Linked DNA regions of Mus musculus: regions 1, 2, 3, 5, 6 and 7 are each linked to region 4. The links are chromatin contacts, called in public promoter capture Hi-C maps. All regions are on one chromosome and are shown on one strand. Each heading gives the region's core, a stretch centred on a gene start, on an enhancer-like site or on the middle of the called end of the contact. The rest is flanking DNA. Distances are from core to core; before and after follow the strand shown. Region 1 holds the start of Dlgap2 (DLG associated protein 2). Region 2 holds the start of E230013L22Rik (RIKEN cDNA E230013L22 gene). Region 3 holds the start of Coprs (coordinator of PRMT5, differentiation stimulator). Region 4 holds the start of 4931415C17Rik (RIKEN cDNA 4931415C17 gene). Region 5 holds the start of Naxd (NAD(P)HX dehydratase). Region 6 holds the start of Ing1 (inhibitor of growth family, member 1). Region 7 holds the start of Cdc16 (CDC16 cell division cycle 16).

Evidence for each region. Promoter capture Hi-C pulls out the DNA fragments that hold promoters and counts their contacts. Capture Hi-C pulls out chosen DNA fragments and counts their contacts.
Region 1: a contact with region 4 is called in a promoter capture Hi-C map of adipose tissue, with 2.7 times the contacts expected there. The contact joins the promoter of Dlgap2 here to the promoter of 4931415C17Rik in region 4. A contact is called at or near these places in 2 of 39 promoter capture datasets (the C10 cell line and stem cell-derived epiblast-like cells) and 1 of 9 other capture datasets (adipose tissue).
Region 2: a contact with region 4 is called in a promoter capture Hi-C map of liver, with 4 times the contacts expected there. The contact joins the promoter of E230013L22Rik here to the promoter of 4931415C17Rik in region 4. A contact is called at or near these places in 4 of 39 promoter capture datasets (hematopoietic stem and progenitor cells, hippocampal neurons, liver and 1 more), 2 of 484 Hi-C or Micro-C datasets (B cells and CD4 T cells), 3 of 115 datasets of contacts at active chromatin or transcription factors (embryonic forebrain, microglia and pro-B cells) and 1 of 9 other capture datasets (liver).
Region 3: a contact with region 4 is called in a promoter capture Hi-C map of adipose tissue, with 2.3 times the contacts expected there. The contact joins the promoter of Coprs here to the promoter of 4931415C17Rik in region 4. A contact is called at or near these places in 2 of 39 promoter capture datasets (erythroid cells and liver) and 1 of 9 other capture datasets (adipose tissue).
Region 5: a promoter capture Hi-C map of pre-B cells shows a contact between it and region 4, with 9 times the contacts expected there. The contact joins the promoter of Naxd here to the promoter of 4931415C17Rik in region 4. A contact is called at or near these places in 10 of 39 promoter capture datasets (the 3T3-L1 cell line, the C10 cell line, the HPC-7 cell line and 6 more), 1 of 484 Hi-C or Micro-C datasets (CD4 T cells), 4 of 115 datasets of contacts at active chromatin or transcription factors (embryonic forebrain, embryonic stem cells, forebrain and 1 more) and 1 of 9 other capture datasets (liver).
Region 6: a promoter capture Hi-C map of embryonic stem cells shows a contact between it and region 4, with 2.2 times the contacts expected there. The contact joins the promoter of Ing1 here to the promoter of 4931415C17Rik in region 4. A contact is called at or near these places in 10 of 39 promoter capture datasets (the 3T3-L1 cell line, the C10 cell line, the HPC-7 cell line and 6 more), 1 of 15 datasets of contacts at CTCF or cohesin (pro-B cells), 9 of 484 Hi-C or Micro-C datasets (CD4 T cells, CD8 T cells, cerebral cortex and 6 more), 13 of 115 datasets of contacts at active chromatin or transcription factors (T-cell acute lymphoblastic leukemia, astrocytes, a beta-TC-6 cell line and 9 more) and 2 of 9 other capture datasets (adipose tissue and liver).
Region 7: a promoter capture Hi-C map of liver shows a contact between it and region 4, with 3 times the contacts expected there. The contact joins the promoter of Cdc16 here to the promoter of 4931415C17Rik in region 4. A contact is called at or near these places in 6 of 39 promoter capture datasets (hematopoietic stem and progenitor cells, liver, neutrophils and 2 more) and 1 of 484 Hi-C or Micro-C datasets (CD4 T cells).

What each region holds. Positions count from the first base shown.
Region 1 is chr8:14,094,465-14,097,444 of GRCm38.p6, forward strand. Dlgap2 (DLG associated protein 2) reads left to right here and starts at 1,411. Exons shown (of 16, transcript NM_172910.3): 1 at 1,411-1,677.
Region 2 is chr8:11,476,335-11,479,311 of GRCm38.p6, forward strand. It overlaps E230013L22Rik (RIKEN cDNA E230013L22 gene), which reads left to right and starts at 1,595. Exons shown (of 2, transcript NR_126558.1): 1 at 1,595-2,349; 2 at 2,807-2,977. It overlaps Rab20 (RAB20, member RAS oncogene family), which reads right to left and starts at 2,306. Exons shown (of 2, transcript NM_011227.2): 1 at 1,994-2,306. The coding sequence starts at 2,165.
Region 3 is chr8:13,888,861-13,891,560 of GRCm38.p6, forward strand. Coprs (coordinator of PRMT5, differentiation stimulator) reads right to left here and starts at 1,411. Exons shown (of 4, transcript NM_025556.3): 1 at 1,307-1,411. The coding sequence starts at 1,375.
Region 4 is chr8:12,671,037-12,673,736 of GRCm38.p6, forward strand. 4931415C17Rik (RIKEN cDNA 4931415C17 gene) reads left to right here and starts at 1,391. Exons shown (of 2, transcript NR_166502.1): 1 at 1,391-1,989. Tubgcp3 (tubulin, gamma complex associated protein 3) reads right to left here and starts at 1,064. Exons shown (of 22, transcript NM_198031.1): 1 at 919-1,064. The coding sequence starts at 994.
Region 5 is chr8:11,496,205-11,498,990 of GRCm38.p6, forward strand. It overlaps Naxd (NAD(P)HX dehydratase), which reads left to right and starts at 1,302. Exons shown (of 10, transcript NM_001190357.1): 1 at 1,302-1,422. The coding sequence starts at 1,383.
Region 6 is chr8:11,555,077-11,557,776 of GRCm38.p6, forward strand. Ing1 (inhibitor of growth family, member 1) reads left to right here and starts at 1,381. Exons shown (of 2, transcript NM_011919.5): 1 at 1,381-1,969. The coding sequence starts at 1,834.
Region 7 is chr8:13,755,994-13,758,971 of GRCm38.p6, forward strand. Cdc16 (CDC16 cell division cycle 16) reads left to right here and starts at 1,663. Exons shown (of 18, transcript NM_027276.3): 1 at 1,663-1,861. The coding sequence starts at 1,814. The region is part of intron 1 of Gm46032 (a long non-coding RNA gene); the gene reads right to left.

The DNA.
Region 1 (2,980 bases), core at 161-2,660, 1.4 Mb after region 4:
TTCAACTTGATGTGCAGTCTAGATTTTTTATTCGAGGTCTGGAAACCCACCTTCCTTCCTTCCTTCCTTCCTTCCTTCCTTCCTTCCTTCCTTCCTTCCTTCCTCTCTCTCTCTCTCTCTCTCTCTCTCTCTCTCTCTCTCTCTCTCTCTTTCGATAGTGGAATCCAAATGGAGTGTGCTACAAACACTAGAAAAAAGTCACATCAGATACCTTTGATCCATTTGTGTATCTTTCACACACCTTAGTATTTTGCTCTGAAAGTGCACTGCAGTTGATTGATCATAGGAAAAAACATCTTATGGAGGCTGTTTTTATGGAAAAGATCTTGGGATTTAGGGAAATACAGGGCTGTTCACCTGTCTCTCCTCTATTCGACACCCATTCACCTTTCTGTAAATAGTCACCTTATTGATTAAGTTTTGGTCACATTTAAACTTCTTGACAACGGAGACGAAAGCCCCCTATTATATTTACACGGAGCCTAGAGACCGGCCCAAGGTTAAGCAGGTGTAGTGAGTATCCCCAGAGCCCGGTGCCAAACTATGTCTTTAGTTGTCAGCACCTTTTACTCTAGGCCACAGAAACTTTTCTTGACTGTTCAGTGGATCTAAAAAGGGTATCCCCACGAATCTAATTAGGTTTCATCAAAATATGGCTAATTTTGCTGAATTTGCCAGACTGTTTTTTGTTGTGTTTCTGATTTCGCTGAGGAAAAAAAAAAAGATAGTTTTTTTTCTTTGCTTCCGAGTGCAGCAGCAAACAAGGGCCGACACCATCTCAGCCCTCTATCTGGACCAGGTTTATGACTAAAGATTGCTGTTCAAGGTGCTGGGGATTCCTGTGAGCCCAGAAGCAGCAGTTTACCAGAGCTGGGAGGTAACAGGTGGAAACAGTGGTCTTATTTCACAGCACCCAGAGCAGCACTGTGCTCTCTTAGTGGCCAGTGCTGAGAGCTCCTATCTTCCATCGCTCCCTCTCTATGACCTGGGAGCCCAATAGGCTTTCACCGTGCAGAGTTCAGGGTGCCGATGCGTCTGCAGATCCCACATCTCGGTTCACATTGAGCTGGCCCTTCCCAGGCGCATTGGCTTGCTTGTGGGTTCCCACGCTGACCTACAAACACACGGAGCACACGCGGTGTGGGACCTCTCCGCTCCCCCTCCGGGAACCATCACTGTCCTGGAGTGACCCAACGCTCTGCGCGCAACAGTTGGGATCCGCTGTGCGCGGGCTCCCGGGCCGTGAGCGCCATGCGACCTCTGGGCCAGGCTTGCCATTGGCAGCGGCACCGCGGCCTGAGCGCTCCCCCTAGGCGCGTGGCGCTGGGCCCTTCCTCAGATGGAGCCACGCACCGGCCGCCCCCCAGTGCGCCGGTGCCTCCCCGGGCGCCGAGTGCGCAGGCGCCGGCCGTGAGGACCGACCGTGCGCCGGGCTCGAACGGGGTCGGAGCGCGCGGCGGCGGTGGTGGCGCTGGCGGTGGCGGTGGTGGAGGCGATAAGCGGTAGCGGCAGCGGGGGACAGACAGACTGCGGATCGACGCACGGACCCAAGGATTCTCGAGCTTGGGAGCTGGCGGCAGTGCTGTGCGCACCGCCTGGCCTGAGGGGTGGCCACCTTGCCATGTCGCTCTGCACCCACTGAACTAGGAAAGCCCAAGGATGTCTGCTCTGAGGAAGGTGCGAGACGCGCGGGGCCGCGGGGACCGGGATGCGGGGACCTGGGCGCTAAGTGGCGAGTGCCGTCGGGGCAGGGAGGGGGCGGTGCTGCGAGCCGGACCGGCGAGGGCCCTGCCTGAGTGGCTGCGTTGGGGATAAGAGGCTCCCGGGGACCCGATCCGGGAGCGTGAGAATAACCCCAGGGACGGCTGGTGCTCCGGGGTCCGCCGCTGGGGTCCTTCCGGGCTGCAGCGCCCCGCGGCAGGATTGCTGGCACACGGGCTCCCTGGGTGCAGGAGCGAGGCGGAGGTGTGAAATTCCCCGCTCCGCGAGGCCGGGTAAGGGGGTGCAGCCCGGGGCCCCGGCCAGAGAGGGACTCTGGTGGGGCAGTGGGGTGCGACCTGGGTTTCCCCTCCCCCAAGCCCGGGTGGACACCCGGACCTAGACTGGGAATGAATGAAAGGTGCTTGGAGCTGGTGGTACGGGCACTGGGGTCGCGGAGGCGGGGAGGGGCCACTTGTGCCCTTTGCAACAGCCTTCGCGCCCGGCAGGGCCTGGGCCTCGGGCTTGGGAGGGGGTGGCCGCTGCTGGGCTCTCCAAGTGCGAGCCGGGAGCACGGGGGCTTTTTTAGGGGTGGTTGCTAAGCGAAGCGCTACCCAGCGCAGGGTTTTGTAACTAAGCCTCCCCCGGCAGCTGCTGTTGCTGTTCTCGGGCTCTTTCCCTAACGATCGCAGAAGAAATAATGAGGATGTAATTATTACAGCCCTGCGCGGCGAAGGGCTGGGGGGCGGCAGGCACCGGCTCCTCTGCTTGACGCTGGCCAGGTGGGGCCGGGCGGGGCAGGGGATTTCTCTCCCATCCTCCTGGAGCGGCTGGGTGGCGGGAGATGCTCGCTGGGACCCGAGGCAGGGGCCGGGGCTGTATACCGAGTTAGAAGAGATGGGGAAGGGCAGCAGGCAGTGCCTAGGCGGGCGTAGAGTGTCGCAGGTGAAAGGGAACCGGGAGCGCCGCGGCTGCTTAGCCGTTTCTCACCCGAAACTCAAAACACTTCGGGAATGTGGTGCCAGCCGCCCGCATGTCGCTTCCTTCTTTTCAAATGGATGTGGATTCCGGCCCGGGTCGAAATCCAAATGCGTGACTGACTGATCAGCCTTAGCCGGCTTGTATCGATGAAGAGTATAAAGTAACGGGCAGCGAATTCGCCCTCGCTCTTGATGAACTCTGCCAGTCCGAGCTGTGGGCGTTTCAGGGCTGGAGATTAAAGCGTACCAGTTTTTCCTGGCGTCTAATACTTGGAGGCGGGAGGGAGCTGTCTGGACTCGGA
Region 2 (2,977 bases), core at 345-2,844, 1.2 Mb before region 4:
AGTGCTGGGATTAAAGGCGTGCGTCACCACGCCCGGCTTGGCTTTAACTTTGTCAAGAGTCAAACACAAACTAACCAAGTGCTATGGCTCTGACTACTGCACGTCCCAAAGCCCTCACAGGTGTGTGCCTGCCACCCCTCCCCCCAACCTGCCTGTCGCGGCAAGCTGGTTTTGGTTTGCTATGCTAAAGGGTCAATTGGGGAGAGGGCAGGGATTTTAAACAGTACACAATGCAGGAAAAGGTAACCCTTTAGGGTAGATGTTCCACACAGAATCCCGAACAATATTAACCCGTCTTCTCTGCTCCCTCCAGGCGACTGGCAGCCCAGCAAAGCAGGCACAAAGTTGGTGATATGGACCACTGTTGACTCTGTACCTTGTTCCCCTGAGCATGTGTACACAGACATCAAGAATGTGAAGAGGGGGCCTGGCCACCCGGCAAGGCTCCCGTCATCTGCCTTCACACTTAGGCTTCCAGGAACACAAAAGCAGCCGAGGAGGCCTGGAAATGAGTTGAACGGCTCCCGCCCCCACAGAGGGAATCAGCAAGTTCTCAGGCAGTGTTACAAAATCCCCTGCTGACCAACATTCCGGATTCATCATATCCTCGGCCTTGACGAAGAAAGTGGCTCCACCCACCAAATTGAAACAGCTAGCGGGGACACAGTTACCCTGTGCTGTGTCGGCCACACATCTATCGCTACTCCAGAAACATTAAGAGGTGTGGGGAAAGCTGACCAATTCTGCTTTCTCCTCTTACAAACCCAGAGCAGCAGGCAAGCCATTTAAGCCAAGCGTAGAGGCGGAGCTCTGTCGGAGGCTGGAAAAGGAGTCCAGAGTCTGACTAGTCTTGACTCTGAGATATTGCATTCATGAGTGCTCAGTGGCAGGTAGACAGCCTGAGAAAACTCGGAGGCTCTGCCTGCAACGCGGAGTAAAGACCAGAGCCAAAGGAAAGACAGGGAAAGTAGAAATCAGTCCATTTCCCACGGTGGCTAAGTAAGGAACGGGGAAGACAGAGGAGGGAGGGAAGCTCCCCAGACCTTCACTAACTCAGCTTGATCAGAATGTATTACATAGCCAACAGATTGATACGCGCAAGACAAGGAGTCAGGGATTAGGAGCGAGGCTTTTGAGTACATCACTCTTTTTTGGTTTTTCAAGACGGGTTTCTCTGTATAGCCCTGGCTGTCCTGGAACTCACTCTGTAGACCAGGGTGGCCTCGAACTCAGAAATCCTCCTGCCTCTGCCTCCCAAGTGCTGGGATTAAAGGCGTGCGCCACCACACTTTACACAACATAAAAAGTCAGAACTTGGGAGTTTCATACATTGGAAACCTCTCTCCCTGAAACTATACCATACTATTTCCGGGTTCGTTTGTTTCACTTAAAGTATCTTATTTCTTTATCATGGAAAAGGGAGAAGACAGAAGCAAATTAATCGGGAAAGTCCAAGACGAAGTTGTACACGCACTAAAAATAATTCACTACCTATCTTAAAAATGCCAGTACAGGAAGCTATTCCACTCACGTGACTTGCGCACCAGCCAAGACTCGGCACTGGGTAAATAACCGTGAGTCGAGGAGGCTGGGCGATTCCAACTCTACTTCCCAGTCGCCTTACATCCAGCAGAGTGGTCCAACGCTCTCTGACTCAGTTTCCTCGTTCATAAAGAAGTCGGTAATAGCAGCGGTGCTCAACTCCCAAGGCTGCTTTGTACACCAAAGGAGGGCACCCTGAGGGGGACATTAAAGCACCTAAGAAGCGAGAGTCGTACTGATCGGAGATCTCTCCCAGGATAACCCGAATCTTCGCGAAGACGCACAGAGTGCTGCTGAACTGGAGATTTTCTCAATCGGCAAAGCAAGGCAAGTGGGAACAGAGGTGCAATGAATGTCACAGCCCAAAGTGGAGACCCCGCGGCTGCCCACAGACGACTCCTCGACCCCGCAGAGCCCCGAAGCCCGCCTGTCCCGGCGGCGCCGCCCTCACCTGCGGTGTCCCATATGGAGATGTTGAAGGAACGCCACTGCTTCAGGTAGAAGGCGCCGCCCACGGTGCTGACCGTGTCCGGGAAGCGACGCTCCATGTAGCGCTGCAGCAGCGACGTTTTACCCACGTTCATGTCCCCCAGCAGTACGATCTTCCCATCCGGCTTCCGCATAGCCGCGGAGGAGATGACCCCTGCGCTTCTCGGTCACCCGCCCAGGATGCCAGGGGACGCGGACCCCGGCCTCCAGGGACCCCGAACTCTAGTGGCCCTGGCCTGAGATCCGAACTCGATGAAGTGCCAAAGAGGAAGCGCGCCACAGCTCTGTACCGGAGTGTGAACGCAGCCCTGCGACCACGTGGGTGCCCGGCCGCCACGCCCACCCCACGCCCCCTGGTCCGCCTAGGCCCCGCCCCCAGTCTTCTCCCAAGCCCCTTCCACACTCCCCATCACCCCTGCCTCGTTCCTATTACTCCCTATCTCTCCTTCCCCAAATTCCCTTTCTCTGCCTGCTAAATCTCAGCCCCACGCCCACCCCTCCCCATTCTTTCCCATTCCCCCTCCCTCAAGGACCGTCCTGCGTCCGTCCCTATAATCCCAAACTCCGTTCCTCCTTTATTTTTCTGCCCTTCCCAGAGCCCTGGCCCCTACCTCCCGCCCCAGCTCCTTCCCATACCTTCTCCAAGCCCTTCTCCAGCCCAGCCAGCCCTTTCCTGGAACCCCTCTCCACTGGCCCAACCCACGCCAGCCTCCCTCTTCCCGCACCCCTGACTCTAGCAGGGCTACAGTACCGCTTTTTTTTTTTTTTTTTACAGTCCCCACCCTTTGAAAGCCTGTATGTCGCCAAGTTTGGAGCCTAGGACCTGGGTCCTAAGGTGAAAGTTCCAGAGCGCCTTCCTTCGGACGCTCCAGTTCCTCCAAAAGCCCGGGTAGCCGCGGAGAGGCCCAGGACCTGGTGTTTGTCTAGTCACAGGCTCCCTTGGCTC
Region 3 (2,700 bases), core at 161-2,660, 1.2 Mb after region 4:
ACAATAATAACAAAACCACCTGTTAGACTGCAAGAAGTAACACTTCTTTGACTTAAATTGCAATATTTATTTTATTTGTGTATATTTGTGTGTGTGTGAATATACCAGGAGGATCCCCTGGAGAGGGAGTTGCAGAGGGCTGAGACATCTGTTGTGGGTGCTAAGAGCCAAGCCAAACTCTGTAAGACCACCATGGCTGTCTTTCCAGCCTTCATCCTGCATGTAAATAAACTGTACTTAGCACTCACCCTAATTACCGTTCATTATCTAGTCACCCCTGAGCTTTAATGACTCTATCTCCTGTAGTCCGTGATAACCACAGACCACTGCTGCCCCCTATGGTGCTGGACCTCTTACTTGAACCTCACGCCTATCTCCCTACTCCTGCTCACCCTTCCACTTAAAAGCTTCGCGAGCCCTCCACTGCCATCACAGACCAGCAATGCCATTCATATTGACTCTCACGTTCCTTTCTGTAAGAAGCCTGCTCTCCGACCCAAGCTCCAAGGCCATTTGCCTTGCCCTTTCTCATATCCAGACCTTTGCTGGGCCTACCCTCTCACCCAAGAACATCCTTTCCAGATCCGCCCTAACAACATCACTCTCCTATTTTGCAAAAGTGATTTTCTTTGCAAATCTATTGGTACTTGAATAGCAGCTTCAAGTACCATCACTGAGGCTCTGGTAAGCGTTCTATTCATTCATCCAATTAGGATACACCAGGCATAGGTGCGGCTTCTGGGAAACAGGATGTCTACAGTCAAGAAGCTCGCAGTAGGTGGATGCAATACGGGCAGGTCATGGGGAAAGGCTGTATGGCGCGCACTTAAAAACAAGTTTCTGAAAACCCGTGTCACAAGGGGACCATTCGTTTCATCAAATGGGAAAAAGCACGGGTGACATCTGGCGTCCAAGGTCAGCTACACATCCCCACCAATGGCCAGAGGTCCTCAAGGTGAGAAAAAAAAAATCCGTTTCCTCGCAGCTCCCACCTGACCCAGCCCCCTGCGGCTGGAGCGGGCTCAGGGCAGCCGGCTCCGGGAAGCCAGCTCCGCGTTCCCTGCATTCACTCCCGCAGATGCTCCCCAGCAGCCCCAGTGTCCCTCTCCCTTCAGCGCCAGCCACAGCCTAGGGCTCGGGTCCGCGCGCGTTCCCGCGCCCACTGCCGTTACCGGCCAGGCTCTCTGCGTGCACTCGCGCGGCCCCGGCGTTTCCCGGGTGAGCGGCCTCCCGGCAGCGCGTGAACCCCGCGGTTTCCCGCCTGGGTGGTCGCGGATGCCCGCGTCCCCCACCCCGTCGCGCTCACCTCCGCGCTGGGGGCCTCCTGCGAACTCCGCTCGCCCGGGCCCCGACCGGTGGCTGCCTGAGGGTCCATGCCCGGCCGCCCACAGCCAGGCGCCTGGGACGCTCCGGCACGTGACGGCCGACGGGCTGCGGACAAGCCAATCGGCGTGGGGCGGCGCGGCGACCGAGGGGGCGGGGCGGCGCAGGGGCAGCGCCGGACGGCACGCCCACCTGCGTTGTTGTGCGGGACCGCAGGCTCTACAGCTCTTTCTGACCTCTAGTGCTGGTTTCGAGCCTTAGGCCTGATTGGGCACTGAGCCATCCCAGCCACACGGGGCTTTCCTACTGCATTGTGAAATGACACATAGAGCCCACCCGGGTGTCACACAGTCACAGCCGATGGGCTCCATCACTTTTCTCTCTACCCAATCACAGGGTTTTCCAGATTGCAGGCTGCACCCGCACTACAGCATCCCTTAATGAGGGACTTCAGCAACCTGAAATGATCTGAAATGATAACCCAGCAGCCTGGAGACATGCTGCTTTGATTTAATGATCGTCTTTAAAGTCAATCTGCAAGGAACCAGGATAAAGGAGCAAAACAACGTGCCACCACAAAAACAAGGTGGTGTTAGGAACTTAGAGTCAAAAGCCAGTGCTCCAAGTCAGTAATGTGACTTTGTTGAATAATTCTCCGTTTTCCGTTTCTCTTAGGAGTGTCAGAGGCTACAGCTAAAAAGTTTTGCCCACATGACTACTGGAACAGGAGCTGGACAAAGATGATACCAGTAGACATGCTAATTGGCTCACAAAGCCTCAACCCTACACACAGAACTATAGGCAACTAAGGATTGCTGAGAGTGGGAGAGATAGCCTTCCCCAAGGAAGAGTACCGTTGGTTATCCAGTACCCAGTGGTTGGTTATCCAGTATTCAGTGGTTGGTTATTCAGTACCCAATGGTCTGCCCTGGAAGCCCTACACATGCAAGTAACATTGTATAGACTGAGCAGATTGTATTTAGGTACATTCACATACACACACACACACACACACACACACACACACACACACATGCACACATACACATTCACACATTCACACATACACATTCACAGATACACACATTTGTCACACATATACACATACAAATGAGCGTTCACACACAACACATTCGCGCGCGCACATTCACACACGTTCACACATATATTTCTCACACACACATTCACACATACATTTCTCACACATATACACACACATTCACCCATACACATTCACACACGTTCACACACACACACACAAATAGATTTCACACACGCACACACACAAGCGCGCGTTTGACTAACCTGTTCTCAGGAGATACTTGCTTCCCACTGCATGATTGCTATTCCCACAGCAGCTTGGGGAAAGGAATCAGA
Region 4 (2,700 bases), core at 141-2,640:
AATTTTGCCTATGACTGGATCACTCCCTTCAGAAAAGTAAACTATCCTCTGCACTCACACTCTCCCCAGATACTGGAACTCTAAGCTCCTCCTATCCGCCTTCTCCCTAGCCCTTTATCACCCACAAACACTGTGTATTCACCAACGTGCTAGTCACATTCCCTCCATTAGACAGGAGCATCTCTCATGGCATAATAGGGTCGAGGAAGCCTCAAAGATTTCTTACATGAACAAACTGCACAGTGAAACACTACAAGGAATAAAGCAAGAAGGGAGTTAAGTCAACGGTTTAGTAGTGACACAGTAATTCATCCTCTACGCTGACAAGTTGTTACATAGGTTGTTACAAATTATGAAAGATCAAAAGGCTCTCTCAGTTTTTAAAACTCGGTTCTTGTTTAAAGTCTTCCCTTGAAAACCTGCGCGATTTGTCTCAACATTCTAAGGCAACCCAGTCATGTCAATTACTAAAACCTTCCCTCAAGACGCGTCCCCACTCATCTCCAAAATGAGCTTCATGAAACCAGATCCTTGACATTTTCCCCACCCCCAACTACGGCGGCGACAGTACGGGTAAAGTGGGCAGGACTGCCTTGGGGGTCTGGCTTCTTAGAAGCATTATTCGCTAGCTGAACCGTCCAGGAATAAGCGAGCATCATCTAACCAGGACTCATCATCACCAGAGGCAAAGGTGACAGCAGAGTGAGAAGCACGCAGAAGCAGAGCTGCAGGCTGCCGTGCTGTCTGGACGAACCCAAAAACAAACTCGGCCGCTACAGCAGCTCCGGCCTGGGCCCCCAGGGCAGGGACAGTCCGCGAGCCGCACCCCTTTCCTTCCCGGGGGCCGGGGAGAACAGCACCCGGCCGGCGGGGGTCATGGCGCTCAGTCTCCACAGCCCTGAACCCCGGGACGCGTACCTTCGCTCCGGCCCAGGATCCGGCAGCACAGGTTCTGCAGCAGAACGTTGGGCGACTTCTGATCCGGAGTCGCCATTACCGCGCCCGGACTGCGCACTGCAGCCTCCCCGCGCCCCAGGATCCCGCGCCCTAACTACGGCGCCGCCATATTCGCGGAAGCGGCAAAAGCGCGCGCCTCCCATAATGCACCGCTTCCCGCGCGAGACGCGCGTGCGCTCTCCCGGCTTCTGCACTTGGCAGCTTCTCCGCGCTGGAAAAGTCGTTGCTGGGCGACGCTCGCAGCAACGCGTTCCTAGGATGCCCGTACGCGTCCGCAGCTTGCGGTCTGGGCGCTGCTTGTGAACAGCACTGGATGCGGAGTCCGAGTGCGCTTGAGCCACACAGGGACAGGGGCGCCGGACTACTACGCAGGGCTCTCGTAAGTGAGTTCTCAGAGGTCTGGAACCTCTGCCCCTTGACGTCACCAGGAGGTAGTCCTGGAAACGGGGATACTGAGATGGAGAGGCTTGAGCGCTGCCGCAAAGGAAAAATCAGACGCAGACACGAGAAATTCTGTGCTGTCTGGGACGCAGGAGGAGGAGAGTCCTCGTCACTGGGAGCCCAGCTCCGCCGCTCCTGCCCGGATGCTCGGTGGTCCGCAGAAAGCTCCCTTCTTAGTCGCTGACTCAGGACTATGATAGCAGTGGCACTCAGAGGTGGCTTAATGGAGAGCATACCTTTATTCGTCTTTTGCTCGCAGATCTCTTAGCCACCCTTCCCTGCCCGCTCTGTGATGTACAGAATGCGGACACACTCACTCCCTGTACAAATGGTACCTGCTGGAGCTCAGCCAGTTGAAGCCAACGATAGAAACTGCAAGAGGAGACTCTCGGCTTCAGCCTGGAATTTGACTACGACTCTAACAAGCCGAGACTCTCAACACTCAGCTCTCAGCCCATTCTTAGCTCCAGCCTATTTTGTACCACCCACACAGATGATGCTCCATCAGAAGGTCTAGAATAAGGCCATAGTGAATAACTATCAGTCATTCCTGGTGTTTCTTCCACCCCGGGGCCAGTAGCTAACCTTCAGGTGATCCACTTTTCTGTTTCCATCATCCATGTAGTCAGAGCTCAGTCCTCAGTCCCTGTAGCCTCTGTTTTGTTGAGTGGTCCTAGCACTGCCCTTTGGTAATAGGAGTGATCCCAGCAAGAAGTCTTAAGGTGGCTTTCTGGACTGAGCACTCACACATTTAATTGCAGATGTATTGACAGTTATTTGAGGGTGGCCAATGAGCCAGGAAAAGCCAGAGCGGTTTGCTTTTCTGTGTGGCTACTTGAAGTGAAATGTCAGCAGATAGATGAAAACACTTAGAAAGTAGCTGCTCCAGCACAGTCTTGACAACAGGAGCTGATGTCACCAAGTCAGGTGACTCGAGTTCCCCAGAACCCACAGAGCAGGAGAAAAGCAACTACCTCAGTTGGTCCACTCACCTCCACCATACAAAATGAAGTCAGTCAAGTTAGGACATTGTAAATCAACTAAGCCAGTGACCAAAAAATGCTAAAAAAAAAAAAAAAAAAAAAAAAAAAAAAAAAACAGGCTTGATGACACAATGCCTTTAATCCTAGCACTTGGAAGAGGCAAGTGGTCTCCAAGGAAAGTCTGATCTATATATTGAGTTCATAGACAGCCAGAGCTATAAAACAGAGAAACCCTGCCTCAAAAATAATCACACTCACACATACGTATGTGCATACATACATACATACATACATACATAAATGGGTTAGGAAGATGGGT
Region 5 (2,786 bases), core at 52-2,551, 1.2 Mb before region 4:
AAGGGCTAGAACAGGCAGAAACACCCTATAAAATTACTGTAACAGTAACACATTTTATCAATAGTGTCACAACAACCCTATAAAATTACTGCAATAGTAACACGGTGTAACAATAGTGTCACAACGTCAAAGGGTCGAATATTCTTTAACGTTAGGTCTAAAGGAAATTCCAGTTCTCCAAACTCCAAAAGGGCAGTTCAAACATCCAGATAAGTTCAACCTGGACTGCAGAATTCCTGGGTGTTAGATAAAAGCTAGCATTCCTCAGGAATTTGTAAAGCTGCTTCCCCTAGGCTTCTGGGCAGAAAGGACAGATACATAAATAGCTACCTGTGGTGTTTCTGAGCATTTCAAAGCTCATGCTGCCCTCCAGGCTCCCTCAGTATCACAAGTTATCTGCTACACGTTTCAAAGTCCATGCTAACCTTCTCACCTCACCGCCTCCCATGCCCACCCCACCCGTTTATTCTCCTTACTGTTCTTGCTGTGTGTTCTCTCTGCTTCTCTCTATATATCCTTCATCTCCTGCTGTTCTCCCCTCTCTGATAGCCCTGGCCATGTCCAGTCTAGTTCTTTCTCTCTCTGCTCTGAACTCTCACAGATGCCTCTGTCTGGTCTCTGTCTCTGTCTCTGTCTCAATCTACAATAAAAACCCTTTGGTTAGCCATACCACAGAGAGGTCAAGACGCCAGTTTATACACTTAGGCCATCGGTTTGTGTCACTTTGTAGAAAACAACCCAGGCGGCTACTGTCCTCAGCCAGGCTTCATACAGGGTACAAGTGGAAGTATCAAAGACAGGTCAAAAGCAGTATCAAAGGCACAAGAGGCATGGGTATGAAAGAACTAAGTCAGGATGCTTTCCGGTTTGGGGGCGTAAGCTGTTGTAACCATGAGGTTGCCTATCTTACTATTGAGACAACAAAGACCTCGAGGAACCGAGGCCAGAAAATGGTTTGAGAGATGCTAAGCCTTAGACCTAGCTGTGGGACGCACCAGGGCCAAAGACATCATCTAGTTGGGCAGCACAGCTATGGACAGGCTGCCAAGGAAGCTGACCTCCAAGGGAATCGTGAACCATCAAGTTCACGAACAAAACGCTATAGAATAAAAAAGAAATAGGTCCCTAAACCGCCAAGGTTCTTCAGTGAGCCGGCTACCACAACGCTTAACCTGGGGCCAGGCCGGATTGGGTGCCTCGCTGGTCAAGCGGAGTAAGCGGAGGGTAATTGATGGACGCTGACCCTGGGGGTGGGATGAACCCGGAGTACGCTTCCGGCGGTGCAGGAAGCTGGGGCCGCCGGGCGGAGCCCAGAAGACCAATGGCGGTGGCCCGGCGTCCGCGCGGGGACACCTGGGAACCCGGAAGTGCGCTGGACCGCCATGGGAGTCCGCTGTGTGGCAATCCGCGCCTGCGGGGGAGGTAAGATCGATCCGGGCGTCCCGCGGATGGCCGTTCACGCCTGTGGGGCTGCGGCGGCCGTGGTGGCGCTGCTTTCCGCCGCGATCGCGCTCCAGTGGTCGCCGCTGTACGCAGGTACCGGCCGGGGTCGCTTCTGCCTGGCGCTTGCGCGTTCAGCGCCGGGAAGCCGGTGGGACCGGCCTGCGTGAGGACTAGGCTCCCCCCGCTCCCCCGAGTTATTGGGGGCCTATGCAGGAGATGCGGGCCGTTTCCTGAGCTGGATCGCGTCCACACACTGGCTCGACTTGCCACACCTATAGAAAGGCTTTTGAATAACCCTTTATTTAGAGACTGTTTTTCTCTTGGTAATTGCCTTTCTTTGTGCGCACTGAGGTTTCATTACTAGATTGACTTGCTAAATGTCTGGCAAAGACCTGGTAGAGTTCTGGGCTTTAGACCTTTCAACTGGCTGTGCTGGGCTGGAGAGATGGCTCAGCGGTTAAGAGCACTGAGGTCCTGAGTTCAATTTTCAGCAACCACAGGGTGGCCCACAACCATCAGTAATGGGGTCCGATGCACTCTTCTGGTGTGTGTCTGAGGACAGACAGCTACAGTGTACTTGTATAAATAAAAATAAATAAATCTAAAAAGAAAAGAAAACGGTGCTTAGAGTGAATCTCACTTAATATAAGGACTGCTGTCGCATGCTCCGGCTTAGACTTCACATTAACTTAAAGCCCTTGGGGCACAGAAGCCATGGTTGTCTTCCTCAGCCATGGTTTCTTTACGCCAACAAAATGCAGACAGGCTCGACCTGCTTTTCCAGACTCTGGATAGTCTTGGCGACAAAGTCAATAGTATTTACATTTTAAGTTCTCTCTTAATACTTCAGGGGATAAATCCACCAGGAGTGGCAGTAAGCCAACTAAAACGTGATCCAGTGTAAAGTGTCGGAAAATCTAGTCGATTCTCCTCCAGCCTTTTACTAACCGAGCTCTCTGTCTTGGTACAAAGTGCCTGACTCGTCAGGGTATCCCAACGGCATCCTATTGTGGAACAGATTCATCGTCAAGGACAGAGAGCAACATACTGTTGAGTGACAGCAAAGCAGGAAAATGCTTGTTAGTCTCAGGTGTTATCTTAGCATTCTCTCCCTGTGGGGTGCAGACTTTTGGTTTGCTGTCTGTTGCTATGTTAATCACCCTGACCAAAAGCAACCTGTGGGGAAAAGGTTTATTTCAACTTGTATTTCCAGGTCGCAGCCATCTTTAAGGGAAGTCAGGCAGGAACTGAAGCAGAGACCATGGTGTAGCTCTGTTTCTTCTGTCACCCAATGCCACCTGCTCAGGAGTGGCACTGCTTCCTGTCAGGTCCCACATCAATCA
Region 6 (2,700 bases), core at 131-2,630, 1.1 Mb before region 4:
CGGTGAGTCTTGTTCTGCCGGAGGATGAATGCCTGAGGCTGAAACACGGCAAACTCCAGATGGCTGAAGGCTGCGAGCTGACCCGGCGCAGCAGACACCGCAGGCGAGGCAGAGCGCCATCACCAGCCCTGCGCACCTGAGGCCACAGCAGCGGGTCCACCGCTCTCGCCCAGGCGGCCGAGCAAGATTGAGGACCTGGGACTCAGAGGGGCGAATAGGACAGCCGCACCACAGTCCCAGCCATACAAAGGCGCGAATGTGGCGACCACAGGCCAGGCTCCGCCCCAGGGCGGTGCCTAGGCAGGAAGAGGGCGGGACCGCCGGGGCCCGTCGCCTAGGCAACCCCTCGCTCTGCCCGGGCTTTTCAGAAAGCCCTAAATCCGGCAGCTGTGGGGGAAGGGCGGGATGGGAAGCTGAAGGTTGTGCTCCCCTGCGGGAAGCACACTGCGGTGCCCGCTGCCAACTCAGTGTGACGAGGACATGGGCAGCCTCAGATGCGGCAGGGAGGGGAAGAGCTAGTTAGGATCAGAGAAGAGCTGCTCCCGCCAGCCCGCCCACCGTAGATCTCCGCGCTGAAAAGAGCACCCCTCGGGGGCCCCTTTGTCTCCAGGCCATTCTAAACCCAGCACCGGGAGGCGACACAAAGGGACGATGGGGGCGGAAGGCGCAGGCGCGTGGAGGCGCCGAGGATGCTGGGAGTGGTGGTCCCTTTGCGTGTCGATAGCTGCCCTCCCGCGCGGGTCCGCATCCATCGCCAGGGAGCTGCGCCTGCGCGTCCACTTCCGCCTCGCTCGGCTCCGCCCGCTCGTCCCTCCTGGAAGAGGACAGCTCTCTAGTACTAGGCGTGCGGGGGGCGTTGCCGATCCCACCACACCTCCTTCTCGTCCAGATTGGCCGCAGAGGTAAGAGTCGCAAGGGGATTGGCTGACGCCGTTGCCATTTCTGTTCGGGGGCCCTATTTATACCGCGCTAGGAGGCGGGGGAATGCAGTTAACCCAGCGGAGGGTGGCTCTTCTCAGGTTAGTCGGTTTGAAGGCAGCGATCTGGAGGCTCGTCCGGCCCCGGCGTGTCTCGAGGAGCAGGCTAGCACCCCGCGGTTCCCGGCCGGCGTGCGGCTCCGCCCAGTAGGTCCGCCACCGAGTGTCAAACTCCTAGTAAAGTTTCGCGTCGCCGGTCTCCCCTGCCCAGGCGACCCCGCCGCTGTCCCCTCGGCGACCCTGGCCCCCAGCGACAATGACAGGCCACGCCCCCGCGCGGGCCGGCCTCGCGGCCCGCCGCCCCCCGGCCCGGGACGGTGAGGGGCGTGAATGCGGTGGGGGCGGGGCCGCCTCCGGGAGGAGGGGTGGCGGGGCGCATGCGCGCTGCGCGCGGGGCTGAATGTTTCCCAAGTGTTTGAAACTGGTATTTGGGTTTTCCACGTTGGACAAGTGCGGCGAGGCGGGCGGCGGAGCGCGCCCTTCCCGCAGCCGGCCCCGCTCTCTCCGCTCTCCACGCTGGTGGCGGGTGGGCGGCGGTGGCCGGCCCTCTTTGGGTGTGTGCGCGCTAGTACGCACGGCCCCCCGCGCCGCCCGCCGCCCGGGAGGGGGCCTGCACGGCCGGCGGGGTGTGCGCTTGAGCTTCGGCCGCCGCGGCCCGCGCCTGCAGGCGCCGGGGTCCCCGCGGCCCCGGAGGCGGCGCGGCAGGCGCCAGATGTAGCCGCCGGCCAGCCCGGCCGGAGCGGCGGGGGGGCGCGGAAGGGCGAGAGAGCTTTGCATTTTGCAGTGCTGTTTGAGGGGGGCGGGGGGTGGAGGAAGCGGAAAGCCGCCGAATCGCCGGGGACCTCCGGGGTGAACCATGTTGAGTCCTGCCAACGGGGAGCAGATCCACCTGGTGAACTATGTGGAGGATTACCTGGACTCAATCGAGTCACTGCCTTTCGACCTGCAGAGGAACGTCTCGCTGATGCGGGAGATCGACGCCAAATACCAAGGTACGGCGGGTGATGGATGGGCGGGGGCGGCCGCGTCCATCCCTGGGTCCCGGCGGCGAGGCTGACCGGTCCTGCTGGAGCCGGAGCGCCCGGTAGCGTCCTCGGAGGGCTAGGAACAAAAGGTCTGGAGCGCCTTTGATACGCCGAGGTCCTTGTGTACCGAGCTCCGGGACATGGAGAAGGAAGGAGCGCGAACGGCTGGCTGCAAGGCTGCGCGACCAAAGCGCTCTTTGTAGTGAAGTGATGAGGCGGTGCTGCGGGGGAGGGGGCGCGGGGCTCGGCCGCGTCCTCGGGGAGGGGGTGAAGGCGGCCGCGCGAGGTGGAGTGCTATGCGGGCGCCGCGGCCGTAGGGCGCGGGCACCGGGCTAGAGAGAGGGCTGCGGGCCGTACTCCGGCGGAGCTGAGTGCGGGTCCGGAGAGTCGCCGCCTCCCGCCAGGTTCTGGTTCTAAGTGTTACATAAAGTACTGGGCAGTCCTGACTCGGGGTCGCGCGATCGCCCAGGCCCTGCTCTCCTGGGCCCTCTCTTGGCTCTGGACAGGGCTCCGGGCCGACTGCGAGGGGCGCCGGCGCGGTGTGTCTTGGGGAGGAAGAGGGTGAAAGGGAGGATCGCAGCCGACTAGGTGTACGACTGCGCTGCGATCGGTGGACGCGAGCTGGGCTCTGGCTGGAGAGGAGCGGGGCAGGTGAGGGACCTGCAGCCCACCCGAAGACCCGGGCTGCCCAGAGTGGC
Region 7 (2,978 bases), core at 413-2,912, 1.1 Mb after region 4:
ACAACAAGAAACATTCAGGTGTTGTTGACACTGGGCCACAAAGTTTATCCTAGAGAACTGCACAGTTGAGTTACACACAAAACAAACCACATACGAACCTCATAGTGTTTTAAGGAAGTTTATACTATTCCCTTGGGCCACATTTATAGCTCTCCTCTGTCACATGGGACCTACCGCCACAGACTGGAGAACTCTATAAAACATCGCAAAGAACAAGGTGGCTTCCGATGAAGAAAAGCATTTAAAGTATCCTCGTGAGCCAAGCACGTCTCAGAATGAAATATTGTACCTCTCAGCTTGCTTGTAGAAGAGGAGATATATTTGTAATTACACACACAGACAAAGTACAGAAAGGATGCAGAGGAGGATATGCTAGGTAGGATATGTTAGGTAGGATATGCTAGGTAGGATATGTTGTAGTCGCTACATCTGGGAAGACAAAGGAAAAGAGGAACTCCATAGTGTTGTTGTAGGCTTTACAGAGAGATCATGGGAAACTCAAGACAATTCAGGAAAATTCACTGCAGACAGGAGAGGCAGATGGGGCTCCTTAATATTCTGCAAGCATACACTTGTGCTTCGTACTGTCGTAAAGAAACCTGCAATGCATTCTGCAAATAGCTCAACACATACACACTGCTAATCGTTTGTTTGTCCCAAGTGTCTCTCCAGGAACAATGAAGGTCTCGGCAGCCTGGGACGGTGCAAACCCAGCTGCACAGAGCAATAACAGGAAGAAGTGCAGGAGACATACGGAGACACAAACCAGTATAATCTCAGGAGTAAGGCTGACCCTTGACCAGAGGCAGTATTAAACTTTGGAATAATTGCCTTTGTTTGCTCTTTATAAGGTTTTCTTGGCTGGAGATGAGATAAAAAGACGGGGTGTTAGAATGTTAATCCGCTTCTTTCTCAGATAACTAGCTCTCTGAATAACATCTGACTTAAAGATTAAATTCCTGTCTTTGATGTTTACCATCTGTGGTGACAGCACAAATTTCCTTTATAAAACAATTCTATTCGTAAAATGAATGAAAACAGCCGTAAATATGGTCAACTATGCCTTACCACACACCCGCTTCAAGTCAATAAGTACGGTTGGATCACTACCTACAAATGGAGAAGACAGGAAAAGTGTGTGTGTCCTTAAAATATTACCCTGTCATACATATGTGTCATTCACAGAAAAGGATGCAGCCAACTGCTCACAGGGGTGAGAGCAGAACATTTGAGTGGTACCAGTCTCTATACTTTCAAAAGGCTGCACAGTGCACAGAATGGAATTTTAAGAACACAAAATACCCTGTGTGGTGATGGACCTCTTTATTTCCAGCACCCAAGGAGGTGTGTTTGTGTGTGTGTGTGTGTGTGTGTGTGTGTGTGTGTGTGTAGGAGTCTGAAAGTAAGAGGCCAGTCTGGTACCCAGGGACAGCTCTGGACCACCCAGGACTGTAGAGAGAAAAATTCGATCTTAAAAATATCCGGTAGGGAGAAGGGTAGCTATAGAAGCGTCTCTTCCACTCCCGGAAGGCACGGAGTCCCGCTAGATCCCTTTTCCCTCCCGGACAAAGGCGAACAGGTTAGGACTAGGAGCTGGCGCCCAAGATCGCCACGGAACCATTAGAGTGGGCACACACCCGACGGGGGGAACGCTTTTGCACGGGACTTCCGGGGTAGGGCCTGTCGGAGCGGAAGTGCCGTGTGGCGCGCGGGGTCTGGTCCGGGCGGTGGTCGGCGGGCTTGGGTCCCTCGACACCCCGGGGGCGCGCGGAGGCTCGAGAGGGCGTCGGGTGCCTGCCCTGGCCTCGCGGCCATGAACCTGGAGCCGCTGCGCAAACGCGTCCGGCAGTACCTGGACCAGGTGCGCGGCGGGGGGCCGGACGCTGGGCTTCGGGGCGGTGGGGCCCGGCGGGGAGCGCGGCCCCGATGGCTCCGATCCTGCGTGGACTGCGGGAGCAGGGCTGGGCTGGGCTGGGACGGCTGCACTGGGACCTTGGAATCTGGCCGGACCGTAGGACATTTGGGAGGATTTAGTTGTGTTTCTTATTGGACAGAATACTTGGGAAGACAAGCTAGCTGTCTCCAGTTAGGACTGGAAACAATACCCCGTGCTGGATCTTCAGCCTCCGCGCTGCTCTCGAGTGGACAAGCCGGGACTATTCGAGGGAAGGGGTGTCTCTGGGGTCCACGTCATTGTCATGTCATTTGGTTTTTTGCTAAAATGCTTGCTCTCCCGATAAATGGGAAACGGAAGAGATGCTAAGTGAATGAGCCAGAGGTTTGCACTTCGCTGGAAGGCTGCGTGCTAAGGGGCAGTCGGTTTGTGATTATTTTCTTTGGCACTGAGATGTAGAGAGGACAATGTGGGCCTCTTTTTTCACTCTGGGGGCATCTGTTCAGAGCAGATTCTCGGGTCCATAAGACTTTCTCCTGGCTACTCATTGGGCTACCCTGTTCTGACTATATCCTGAGGAACTGAGGCAGAGGCAGTAAGAGCTAGGGATCAGCACTAACCAGGACAGATTCCTGAGTGTCTTTCCGCTGTCAGATTAAGTGTTGTTAGAGTTGACTACAGGGGGCGACATTGCCCATGACCAGTGACTGTTAAGGGTTATGGGTTTAATTGTGAAATATTTGAATCTAGTGCTCTGCTAGATGCTACTTTAGGATTCATTTGAGCTTGTGGGAAGTGTTATTACATAAATGTCAGTATCAGAAGTTCTAGATGACTGCATTTCAATCGCTTATGCACTGTTTTAGATACTAGCTGATACATTTTTGGTAGTGTATGAGTTAAACTGCTATCTTGAATTGTATATATGAAGTTCTTACGGTAATGACGACCTAAAACTCACACTAGCTGAGCTGTAAAATACAGGTGATTGGTGGGCCCCGTGCTACATCTAAGAACGTGTTGTAGTGAGTGGTGGATTTGGTGTGTGGATTTATATTAGTCGACTGTGGGGGCAACAGCAGTC